2 separate regions of the Ovis aries genome follow, and region 1 is linked to region 2. Evidence: chromatin contacts called from public Hi-C data. All regions are on one chromosome and are shown on one strand. The core of a region is the stretch at or near the end of the contact, and the rest is flanking DNA. Distances in the headings are between cores, read along the strand shown. Region 1 holds the start of BBC3 (BCL2 binding component 3). Region 2 overlaps SAE1 (SUMO1 activating enzyme subunit 1).

Evidence for each region. Hi-C and Micro-C count contacts between places; a contact is called where the count stands out from the background.
Region 1: a Hi-C map of liver shows a contact between it and region 2, with 4 times the contacts expected there. The contact joins the promoter of BBC3 here to the enhancer-like site in region 2. A contact is called at or near these places in 13 of 16 Hi-C or Micro-C datasets (blood, hypothalamus, liver and 5 more).

The regions. Positions count from the first base shown.
Region 1 is chr14:54,012,855-54,015,554 of ARS-UI_Ramb_v3.0, forward strand. BBC3 (BCL2 binding component 3) reads right to left here and starts at 1,256. Exons shown (of 4, transcript XM_027978529.3): 1 at 1-1,256.
Region 2 is chr14:53,958,546-53,961,245 of ARS-UI_Ramb_v3.0, forward strand. All of the region lies in intron 5 of SAE1 (SUMO1 activating enzyme subunit 1), which reads left to right. Among named protein-coding and RNA genes, the nearest start is that of SAE1, 24 kb to the left of the region's middle. Within about 2 kb of position 1,391, at least 15 of the 54 cell types and tissues checked have an H3K27ac peak or open chromatin away from gene starts, as enhancers often do. A contact at or near this core is called in liver, where this site is marked.

The DNA of each region.
Region 1 (2,700 bases), core at 6-2,505, 54 kb after region 2:
CCCATCTCTGTTCCTCGATTAATTTCCTCACCTGTGAGTTGGGACAGCACAGGTCCCTAGTCAGAGGATTCTTCTGAGTAAGAAGGTCAGTAAAAATAAAGCACTGGGCTCTAATGGGTCCTTCACACATCATTTCTCTGTGTGGGGGAGCTATTGATTCTCTGAGAATCCAGAGAAGGTCTTCCAGCTAAGACCCTCAGGTTGGGGCAGGGGTTTCAAGTCCGGCCTGTGGGCCAGCCATTAGTGTGTTTCACTGGCTGGCACAGTTTCTCATTTTGAATATTTTCTTTATTTGGCTGCACTGGGTCTTTAGTTGTAGCATGTGAGACCTAGCACCCCGACCAGACCAGGGATAGAACCTGGGCCTCCTGCCTTGGGAGTGCAGAGTCAGCCACCGAGCCACCCGGGAGGTCCCTCATTTGGACTATTAATGCCTCTCAAAGGGACAGTCAACACAGTGAAGATATACACCATCCAGATTTTGGAGCCAGGCTGCCTAGGTTCAAACGATGACCTTGAGGAAGTAGCTTCCTCCTTCTGCGCCTCAGTTTCCCCACGTGTACAAAGACGATCGCCATAGGACCCCAACTTCAATGTGAAGATTAATCAGTGAATTCCGATTTGTAACGCAGGTAGGACAGTATCGTATAGGGCAGTGCTGGGCTCCATGCGAAGTGCTGGGTGAAGAAAAACAACGTCCCAGCTAGTTTACTGAGGACCCGCAACCTGCCCCGGTATCTTGAATGCCGTTCCAGGGAAGTAGATTTCTCAGCACCGGAGAGGGAGTTGGAAAGGACTTAACTTTTCAGAGCAGGCTGTGAGTCCTGGCTTTCCGCGGTGGGGAGGGGGGCCTCCCGGGTCCCCTCGGTGCGGCCGGCCTCTCAGGCCCCGGGGCTGGACTGGAGCCGGGTGGGGGCTGGGCGGGGGCGCCGGTGTCCGCAGGGTCCGAGCGGCCGGCGCGTGTGAAGGTTACCGCTCCCCGGCGGGGCGGGGGCCGCGCGCTGTTGCTGGGGTCTGCGGGGCCTGCCCGCGCCCGCGCCCCCCCTCCTTCCCGGCCAGCCAGTGAGCGGTACCCGCCGCCGTTGCCAGGGGAAACTCGCCGCCCCGTTACCCAGCAACAAGCCTGGCCCAACCAGGCGCGAGGACCCCCCAGGCCCCGCCCGCCGCTGCCCACCGCGTGCCCAATGCCAGGCGGGCAGAGCCGGCCCGGCTCCCGGAGACGGCGAGCGCGCTCATTGGCCGCCGCCGCGCCTGCCCGCCCGCCCGGATCTTGGGGAGCCCTCGGCGCGGGGGGCGGGGAGGCGGGCCCCGGGGAGCTGCCGGGCTCACTGCCTGCAAGCCTGCGGCAGGCTGGGGTGAGGCCTGGGCTGGGCACTGCCGCCCCCCCCCCCCCCCCCCCCCCCCCCCCCCCCCACCCCCCCGGCCCTCACCGTAACTCGCACTCCCTGACGAGGATGGGCACTTAGGATGGGCTGGAAATAGGGGCCGCGCATCCCGTCCCTCCCCAGGACGGCACGCTGGAGTCGGCCTTGTGGAAACAGCTAGCAAGCCTCCCCTTCTCAGAGGGAGACCTGGGCATCCTGACTCCGCAAAGATAGGAGCTGGTTGTCTGCACATGCCCCCACCCCCACCTCAGACCCTCCCCAAACAGGATTTAGGCATCTTGACTTTAAAAAAACACAGGGGCTGGGGAATCTCTCCCAGAAAAAGATCCCATAAAAATAGGGGTCTCCCCTTCTCCTCAAAGGACTCAGGCATGCCCTGTCTTGTGACAACGAGCATATGAACCCCCCACCAAGGGATGCTAGTTTCCCAGTCCCTGGAAAGAAGCATTCAGGCTGCCCCCAGAGGGAACCCAGGCAGGTCGGCTTCTGAGAAAGTTAGAACTGAGCTCCCCACCCCCACAGGAAGCAGAGACTCTGGTCTTTGGGCCCTCAGGCAACGAGATGTCTCAGAGTCCGTGGGCATCCTGGCGCCTCACCATACTGATTCTGGGAGACCCCACAGATACACCAGTTACTAGACCCTCAGGTGTCCAGTTCATCCAGACTACCACCTACCCAGCCCCAAGGGGTAGGCTGCGAGCGAGCTCGCCTCCCCTCCGAGTCATTTTCCCCAGGGTCTAGCTTGTTGATCTACCAGGTCGCAGGCATCTGACCCCACAGCCACGCCCTCTGCTCCCTGGCACTCAACCTCCCCCCTCCCCCCACCACGCACATGCCGGGAACCCAGGAGTGAAGCCCCAAGTGTCACAGAGCCTCCCCTCCTCCAGTCACCTGGCGAGGTGACCCAGCCCCTCACAGTGTGCAGGGGGTCCCTTCCAAGTCCTGGGGCCCTGGGATGCCCAGGACCCTAGGTCTGGTAGATCCTGGCTCCCAGTGCTCTTAGTTGGCCACCAGGGATCCGGGACCGCGAGCCTGCAGCCCCAAGGGACCCTGATGTGAGCGCCCAGGCTACTCCAGAGAGGCTCAGATTCCTCAGTCCTCACCCCCAGGAGACCCAGGCAGCCAAGCCCCCAGCTCCAGACGCGGGTGGAGTCCAGGTGCGGCCCGCCCCTACCCTGGTACCTGGGGTGTGGGGGGGTGGAGTCGAGGATTACTCAGCCTCCAGAATGAGGCGATGACATCATCCTGGGAGGGGGGTGACTAATGGCCGCGCTGGGGGGGGCGGGGAAGTTTACCCGGTAACAGCGGCTGCCGC
Region 2 (2,700 bases), core at 141-2,640:
GTGTAGTCAATGAAGAAGAAGTAGATGTTTTTCTGGAGAAAATGTGAACCTAGTGATGCCCAGATGTGATTTTTCAAGAGAGTGAGAAATGTAGATTTTTTTCATATGCTCTGTCTCAGACTTGTTAATGCCAGCAGCCTTTTTGCACGCTGTTCCCTTGCACCGTGTAGAGACTAAAGAGAACGTGTGCCTCCTCACTTACCTGCTCTGTGGGCCAGCAGTTTGAACCTTTGGTGTATGGAGTAGCATAAAGAAGACTGTTGTTGAGCACAAGCCATTACTCTTGTACAGATTTTTTTGCTTTCAAATTGGTAGACAATTTAGTAGGCTCCTTAATGGGCAGGGAGACAGTTTAAACTTGAATTGCTTATTGCTTTTTTAAAATAAAGTTTTTGTTTTTTCCCCACCAAATAACCTTTTAAGAAGAAAGGTCTTGATATTGACAAGTGTTCTCAGGTGTGTATATATATTTTATATATATATATATATTATATATATATTTAATACTGGTATTAAATCACACCCTCTTACAAGTGTGACACTTGGCCTTGGTGTGAAGGGTTTTATGGCTTAAGGGCCTTCTCTGATTGAGGCGGGCCTTTCACGTTCAAATAGAGAGAGCCCTAGCCAGTTAGAGCCCTGAGGCAGCTGGCGAAGTTTCCTGGGAGTCAGACTTCTGGGGAGCCACTTTAGCGAGCTATGAGGAGAATGTGGGCAGCCTGGCAGACCCTGGGTGGCCTCTGCGTACCATTCTGCGGGCTCTTCAGGCACACAGCTCTTTGTGTAGCCTCTTCCTCCACAGGGCCCAATTTGAAGGTATCAAAATATTCCCCAGCTGACATTGTTAGTCAGCTGTTTCACGGGGACAATTCAGGCTTGGATTCCAGCCCTGAGCCGTGAAGGTCGTGAGGCATGCAGGGCATTCCTCATGACAATCTCCGGGATTCCAAACCTTGTCTTTGTGTGGCTGCCCCGGGAGCTGCAGAAGGCTGGGGCCAGGCCGGGGCTCGGCCACCTTGCGAGAATGTGCCGTCTCCATTTTGGCAGTGACTGCTCCACAGTTCCGAAGTTTTCCTCCAATTCAAAAATCCCTGGGTTTAGATTCTGCCCTTTCAACTAGTTGGGCTATGCTCTCAGCCTTGCAGGATGGGGGTGGGGAAGCAGCCACTTCCTGTTTCCTGTGAAAGGCTTCTGGTGAGGGTTCCCTTCCCCTCCCCCCTTTCCTTAGGTTCAACCCTATGTTGTACACCCACTTGTGCTTGAAGGTACACATTGTGCTCCGAAATTAGAAACGTTAAAAAACAAAGAGGAAAAACAGAGCTGTGGTTTTCACACCGTCTAGGAAGATGCTTGGCCAGGCCTTTCTAGCACCTGTGCGAAGGTGAGAACTACAGTGGCGGGCAGATGCCCAGCCCAGAGACTGGTGCTCAGGACACTGTGTGCTTCCTTTGGTGCCCAGGAGGAGTCATCAGAGAGATTTCCCCAGAAACAGGTCTTGGGCACAGGCATGAAGTGGGTACCATATACAGCACGTAAAGGAGATGGCAGCGGTTTTATGATGAGGAAGTGTCTGGAAAGGTTTCCCTGAGGAAGAGTTGTTAGAGTTGAAATGTGAAGAACAGTCTTGCAAGCACCCAAGCCAGGATCAGCAGCCAGTCACAGGAAACAGGGTCAAGAAAAAGCTCAGATGTTGAGACAGAACGACTCTGACTTCCTGGCTCCAAACAGCCAGTTCTTTCTGTATCTGTGAGTTGCAAAATGCCTACTGTGTACAAGGCACTGCATCGGGTGCAGGGAAGTACGTTAGTTGTCTTATCTCCATTTACAGCAGACCCTGAAGCCCGGAGAAGTTAAGGGACCTGCCTGAGATCACACAGCTGTGTCAGAGGAAGGACTGGGTGGGCTTCCCTGGTGGCTCAGATGGTAAAGAATCTGCCTACACTGCAGGAGACCTGAGTTCGATTCCTGGGTCAAGAAGACCCCCTGGAGAAGGGAATGGCAACTCACTCCAGTATTCTTGCCTGGAGACTCCCATAGACAGAGGAGCCTGGCGGCTACAGTCCATGGGGTCACAATGAGTCAGACATGACTGAGGGGCTGACACAGGGAGGGGAGAACACGGGCGGTGGCCGAGGGTGCAGGGGCGCTTTATCACCACAAGGCGCTGCCCCTTGGAGTTTCCAGGATGACTTGAAGTTGGGTGAGGATGCCAGGCTGAAGTATGTGAAAATCAGGGTCACTTCTGAAAACTTTCAGGATGAATGACCGCCAGTGTGCTCCCATGTTGCTGCCCGTGTTTCTTTATTGTTAGGGGGCTGCCGGACAGGAGTGGGTAGATTCTTGGGGGTGGATACTCTCTGTGATAGCTTTTTAAAGATTAAACATAAAGATTTGCTTCTGACATGCTAAGAAATAGACTTAATTTTACCCCTTCTGAAGTAGTGGGTGACTAATTTTGGCCCTGGAAGTCCCTTTTTCATGAATTAGTTGTGAAATTCCACAGTTGAAGAGTGATTCATTGCTTTGATTTCTCCTTTCTGAGCCATTTATTTGTTGACAACTCGCATCCTCCTCTCAGCCCCATCTTTACAGCCACATTCCTGGTGGCTGGCTAGTGGCTCCACCTCTCCTTTGGCACGTTGATGGCAGCACCCGTTGCCCCTCAGATGACTTGGCAGTGCCTCCCTCGTTCACGCAAAC